Regions from separate parts of the Sus scrofa genome. Here region 2 is linked to region 1. The links are chromatin contacts, called in public Hi-C maps. All regions are on one chromosome and are shown on one strand. The core of a region is the stretch at or near the end of the contact, and the rest is flanking DNA. Distances in the headings are between cores, read along the strand shown.

The links. Hi-C and Micro-C count contacts between places; a contact is called where the count stands out from the background.
Region 2: a Hi-C map of liver shows a contact between it and region 1, with 2.5 times the contacts expected there. The contact joins the promoter of YME1L1 here to the promoter of LOC100516390 in region 1. A contact is called at or near these places in 2 of 47 Hi-C or Micro-C datasets (liver and skeletal muscle) and 2 of 2 datasets of contacts at active chromatin or transcription factors (alveolar macrophages and skeletal muscle).

Annotation. Positions count from the first base shown.
Region 1 is chr10:48,794,014-48,797,253 of Sscrofa11.1, reverse strand. It overlaps LOC100516390 (ankyrin repeat domain-containing protein 26), which reads left to right and starts at 1,471. Exons shown (of 34, transcript XM_021064875.1): 1 at 1,471-1,905. The coding sequence starts at 1,676.
Region 2 is chr10:48,853,678-48,856,562 of Sscrofa11.1, reverse strand. YME1L1 (ATP-dependent zinc metalloprotease YME1L1) reads left to right here and starts at 1,335. Exons shown (of 19, transcript XM_021064882.1): 1 at 1,335-1,565. The coding sequence starts at 1,533. It overlaps MASTL (serine/threonine-protein kinase greatwall), which reads right to left and starts at 668. Exons shown (of 13, transcript XM_021064881.1): 1 at 236-668. The coding sequence starts at 421.

The DNA of each region.
Region 1 (3,240 bases), core at 222-2,721:
AAACCACCGGGGCATTATTTGAGTCAGGTAGGCATAGGAGTTCCAAGCAACAACTTCCAGTGGGCATCTGTTCACAGAAATCTTGGGTTTCAATTGCTTGGGGATCTGGATAGCATTTGACCAAGGAAATACATAAATTTAGGGTTGTCCTAAAGTATACTGCTTGAGTATCTCTGGTCCATACAAAAACACTAGAATCGGGAGACCCCATTGTGGCTTAGTGGTAACGAACCTGACTGGTATACATGAGGACAATCCCTGACCTCGATTAGTGGGTTAATGTTCTGGCGTTGTCATAAGCTATGGTGTAGGTCGCAGATGAGGCTTGGATCTGGCGTTGCTGTGGCTGTGGTGTAGGCTGGCAGCTGCAGCTCTGATTTGACCCATAGCCTGGGAACTTCCATATGCTGAAGGTGCATCACTAAAAAGACAACGCCCTCCAAAAAAACCCCATAAAAATAGTAGCGTCAACCACATTTCCACAACCTACTTGGAGTCCTGGTGTGTATGTGGTTCTTAGCTCCATACAGTGTGGCAGTGTGTTTGACTCTTTCCAGACTGCATCAGGAAATATCAGGAGTTCCCTGATGGTCTAGCAGTTAAGGATCTGGCATTGTCACTGCTGTGGCTGCTTAATATTCCTGGCCTGGGAGCTTCCACATGTTTCCAGCATGGCCAAAAAAAAAAAAAAAAAAAAAAAAAAAAAAAAAAAAAAAAGATAAAGTATTTTAAACTAGGTGAGAAAAGATGGATTGTTTGTGACAAGTGTATACCTTTTTATTATTATTATTATTATTTGTCTTTTTAAGGGCTCACCCGCAGCATATGGAGGTTCCCAGGCTAGGGGTCGAATTGGAACTGTAGCCGCCAGCCTGCACCACAGCTCACAGCAACGCTGGATCCTTAACCCACTGAGCGAGGCCGGCGATCGAACCTGTGTCCTCACGGATGTTAGATTCGTTTCCGCTGAACCAAGATGGGAACTCCCAGAAATGTGTTTTCATTTCATGTGGAGAACATAGATAGATTTCTTATAAGTTTGCACTTGATGAGAACTATTGCCATAATGTCTGAAACCATGAAAACAGCCTTCTGTTGTTGCATCTGCTAAATTCCATGGAGACCCGCCGAGGTCCAGAGGGATATGGAAAGGAATAAACTGAGGGATAAGAGACTGAGCCTTTGTTTTAGTGGAGCTCTCAAAGGAAGAAGGCTTTCAATAACTTGAAGCTCCACGAAGCTCTAGCCCCAATCGCATGCAAAGACGCTTTTCGCTTTTCTCGTGGACGAATCTAACTTTTGCAGATATCCGGAAATGCTCGGCCACCTCCCACCAACATCCAAAAGTTACGTTTTACTGCCCACAAGCAATCGCAGAGATTTGAAGTGTCCCGGCCTTGCACATGCGCGTTGGGCGCTCTTGGCCTCCAGGCCTCCTTGCACATGCGCAGTAACGTCAGCTTCTGATGCGCGCATGCGCACTGTGATCAGCGGTATTGCTTGGATACGTTTCTTCTGAGCTCAAAGATTCTTAACCGCGGATCTTTGCGGCTGGCATGTTGTGGCGAGACCCGGGCGGCTTATCTATAGCGTTCTATGGCCAGGACGTAGCTCTCAGGACGTGGCGAAAAGCCGAGGGGGAGGTGAGGTGTGTCTGAAGCCCGTATGCTCTAAGATGAAGAAGATTTTTGGCTTTGGGAGTAAGAAGGGCGAGTCGCCTTTGGGCTCCTCCACCAGTCCGGGGAGGGAGGGCAGAAATAGAAGCAACTCGCATCCCGGGTACCACATCCGAGACAAGGATCTGGGGAAGATCCACAAGGCAGCCAGTGTTGGCAACGTAGCCAGGGTGCAGCAGATTCTGTTGCTCAGAAAAAATGGTTTGAACGACAGAGACAAGATGAACAGGTAAGCGGGGCCGGCTGGAGGAGGCGGGGCGGGCCTGGGAAGAACTCTTCCTGTCGGTTTTCCCTCTGAGGATCCTTGGACAAGCTACGTGGGGTCCACCGCCCAGCGGACTTTACAGGCAGCAAAAGCAAAAGCTTTAGCTGGTTTCAGAAACCGCTCATAATTCCCCTTACAGAGCACTTTACTCACGGTTTTAAAGTGATTTAACTGAATTCCCGTAATTATAGAAAGGCAATTCAACACAAACAGCATCTTATTTTTAATGTACATGAGTTTATATCGTTATATATTACAGAAAAGTGCATAATGAGAAAAATAATTCCCATGATAGACAAACTTCTGGGGTAAAAACACTTTTTTTGGGGGGGAGCTTTGCATCAGTGGCATATGGAAGTACCCCGGTCAGAGCCAGGGATTGAATCTCAGCTGCAGCTCAGACTTCACTACAGCTGTGGCAACCCACTGTGCCATAGCAGGAACTCCTGGGCTAAAAATCCTTGGGATAAAATCCAGTATCCATTTTATGTCAGTGTTTGCCTGTGTATATATGTTCAAAGACAGCTTTGAACTGGGAAGTGGTCTGTGTTTTTTAGTAGGAAGACTCATTTTCTTAAAATGTATGGTCTTCCCATATTTATCACTTGTGTGTAAACCAAATAACCATATCATGGTTTTTAAAATTTTTGAGTTACACAGGCTGTGTATAATTGTTGTGATGAAATAAAAAATTTTATATAGTAGACAAAGATTTGCCCTTCTAGATGTTAAAATGTGCTGTAAATTTCCACAAATTATTTGCCAACAACTGAAAAGCAGATAAATGAATGGAACAGAATAGATAATGCCCAAACACCTAAATATATGTAAGACTTTAGAGCTTGATACTGATGACATTTCATGTAAGAAGGAAAAGATAATAAATGGTGGAGAAATAACTTGCTTTTTAGAGAAAAGTAGCTAGATTTTTATCTCACAAATATAACTTTCAGGAGTTCCCATCATGGCTTGATGGTTAATGAAACAGACTAGTATCCATGAGATTGTGGGGTCCATCCCTGGGCTTGCTTAATGGGTTAAGGATCTAGCATTGCCGTGAGCTTAGGTGTAGGTCACAGACTCAGCTTGGATCTGGCATTGCTGAAGCTGTGGCATAGGCCAGCGGCTACAGCTCTGATTATACCCCTAACCTGAGAGCCTCCATGTGCCGTGGGTGCAGCCCTTAAAAAGACAAAAGACAAACAAACAAACAAAACAAAAACCCAGCCAAACTCTCAGATGGAGTATAGATTAAAAATTTTAATCCCTGGCCCAGGAACCTCTGCATGCTTCAGGCTT
Region 2 (2,885 bases), core at 86-2,585, 59 kb before region 1:
AAAATTCTGGCGTCTCCTAAACCTTCACTGTGTGAAGGGAAGGGCGGGGCAGAGGCATCACAGACTTGCCCGCGCTGCCAGCCAAGTGAGAAATCATCTCGCAGGGCTCCGAAGGCTTTGGCAAGCCAAGCACCCAGTCTAGTCGCTCCGGCGGCCCTGGGACCTGCCCGATTCACGGGGCAGGAAGGAGGGCCGAAGGGCCAGACTCTTGTTTTCTTTATTCTTTGACTCTTACCTTCACCGCATACAACCTGTCGCCTTTCTGCCCCAGATACACCTTCCCGAAGGCGCCACGGCTGATGGGCTTCACTATGGTAAACTCCTCAATGGATGGAGGTCTGGGCACCGGGATCCTAGTCACACACGCCCCAGTTGCCGCGCCTCCTCCGCTCTCCATTTCGCTGCCCGCGGTGGGCTCCATTGCAGGCCCCCCAGGATGCAAGACCGCAGCAGCGCCTAAGGCCCCTGCTAGAGCCGCAACTCCCGCCAATTGGGTTCAAAGTAAGGCTCCGCCCAAGCCGCGCGCCGGCCGTGACGTCATCCCGTCACCGCTCCCACTCTCGCCAAGCCCAGCGCGGCCTCGCTCCAGTCACCGCCCCTGCGTCGATGCGTGAGCCTTTGGGCGTGAGGGCGGGGCAGCTGAGAAATTCCTGAGCAACCACTGACTCTTCCAGAGTGGTCGCGGTCCACTTATTTTATTTGTGATGACTCCGGAGGGCAAAATTATTGAGAGCAGGGAGAAGAGAGCATGGGAGCCTGAATCTGAATCGCAAGATTTAAGTTTTCTCCCGCCTTCCATCTGGTGGGACCCTGCTCTCATCCCGCTTAAGAAAAAAAAAAAAATCCTAAGAACTACCACCCGCGGAAGAAACGTAAACCAGTTCGGTCTCGTCAGTAATACCAGGCCAGTGACAACACAGAATGTGGAGAAACTGGATGAGCAGGAAGCCCATGACTGCCCTGTAATTTGACATTTTAACAGAATGTATGTAACTTGCCTTTCTGAAGCAGGATGAGTTTTTGATTTATTGTGGGCAAGATAAGGAGGACTAAATTGTAACAAAAGCGCTTATGGCTCGAGGCCCAGTCAGAACAGAATATATTGGAAGTATTGATAAGGAAGCTGGAGAAAGATTTGACAGGGTTGATGCCACTCCCCCTTAAAAAGAAAACTACAGCCACATAGCCTTGGGGACCCGGCGCGTGTCTAACTCAGTGTGAACATGAACTACTTTGGGGGCGTCAGCTGCGGCGGGGGAAACTCAGGTCCCTGAAAAGGCCTAAAGTTGACGCACGACTCGGGGAGGGGGCCTCGTCTGCCCCGGAAGTACTGTTGCGTTAGCGCCTTGCCTTCCGGGGCACAGTGCTTGTCGTTGTAGCAGCTGTGGGAAGGGGAGGCCATCTTCCATTTCTAGGAAGAGTAAGGGCGAGGGGAGAGTGAAGGTGGTGAAGGGCTCAGCGCCTCCCCGCCAGGCGGTGGCCTAGAGGAGCAGTTTCGGCAGGCGGGTGAGGTCGCTGAGGGCCCGGAAAAGATGTTTTCCCTGTCGAGTACCGTGCAGCCCCAGGTAGGTCCGGCATCCAGTCGGTTTTTCTTCCTTTCTGCCCGCGGCTGTTTGCCTTTTGCGTTTGCTGGAAGCGGTTTCTCTTAAGGGGTCGTAGGAAAGAAGCGATTAACCTAGTTGGACTCCTGAGGTTGAAAAGGGCTCGGGGCCACGCTGTAAAGGATTGACGAGGAAATAGAGGCATAATACGAGCGTGATGGAGACATTGGTTTTTCGACTTGATTGCGTGGAATTTTTGCTAGAGAATCCATCAGGCTTTGTTGAGTGCTGGACATTCTGGGGTGGGCGGGGGTAGGGAGACGTCTTTGTCACAGACGTAAAGAGCGCACGAAATAAACTCTTCAAAGACTTTGGTATTAACAATTCTATTCTCTGTTCTTTCTTTTAAAGGAATTTAAACATATTATAAAATTTTGAATAATCTACGTTTTCTTTTGATCAAATGTGACTAATAAGTATATATTTACAAGTTATTCACTGCTTTCAGTTAATATTTTGATTCAGCCTCCTCTCGGTGTTTTAGTTTATAAAGCAAAAGGGCAGAGAAAAAAATGCCGAGCATTTGAGTTTTTATTTTTTATTTATTTTTTTAATATATATTCTGGGTTTTGGGTTTTTTGGCTTTTTTCTTTTTTCTTTTTTTCTTTTTTTTCTTTAAGGGCCGTACACGCGGCATATGGAGGTTCCCAGGCTAGGGGTCTAATCGGAGCTGTAACTGCAGGCCTGTGGCAGAGCCACAGCAACGCCAGATCCAAGCCTCTCTGCAATCTACATCACAGCTCAGGGCAACTCTGGATCCTTAACCCACTGAGCAGGGCCAGGGGTCGAACCCAAGTCCTCATGGTTCCTAGTCGGATTCGTTTCCGCTGTGCCACGATGGGAACTCCTTGGATTTTTAATTATCTTCTTTCAGGGGTAATCACTTGTGACAGTGTTTTATTCTTAGTTCAATTAAAAATCTTTTTTGGATGATAACGTTGAGATTTTTTTCTTTGAGAGTTCTTCCCTGCTTTGCAAATAAACATTTTTTGAAAACATTCAGTTTTAAAAATAATTTTAGAGACTCTAGTTCCTTAAGCTTATTATTATGTCCCTTTGTGTAATTTCTACCCCTTTGTTTTTCTTTTTTGCTAGTACTGACTGGATAATAGAAAATGAAGTGGTTAGTTATTTACTGGCGTGTGTTAGGTGAACAAAGCAGATGCAGAATCTTAATAATGCTATGAAATGAAACAGGAGTAGGAGTTAGCCAAGTGAATTGTTAATAGAAGTGAACTGGTAGAATATCTGGGGATAACAGCCTAGCTGATCAGAAGGAGGAGA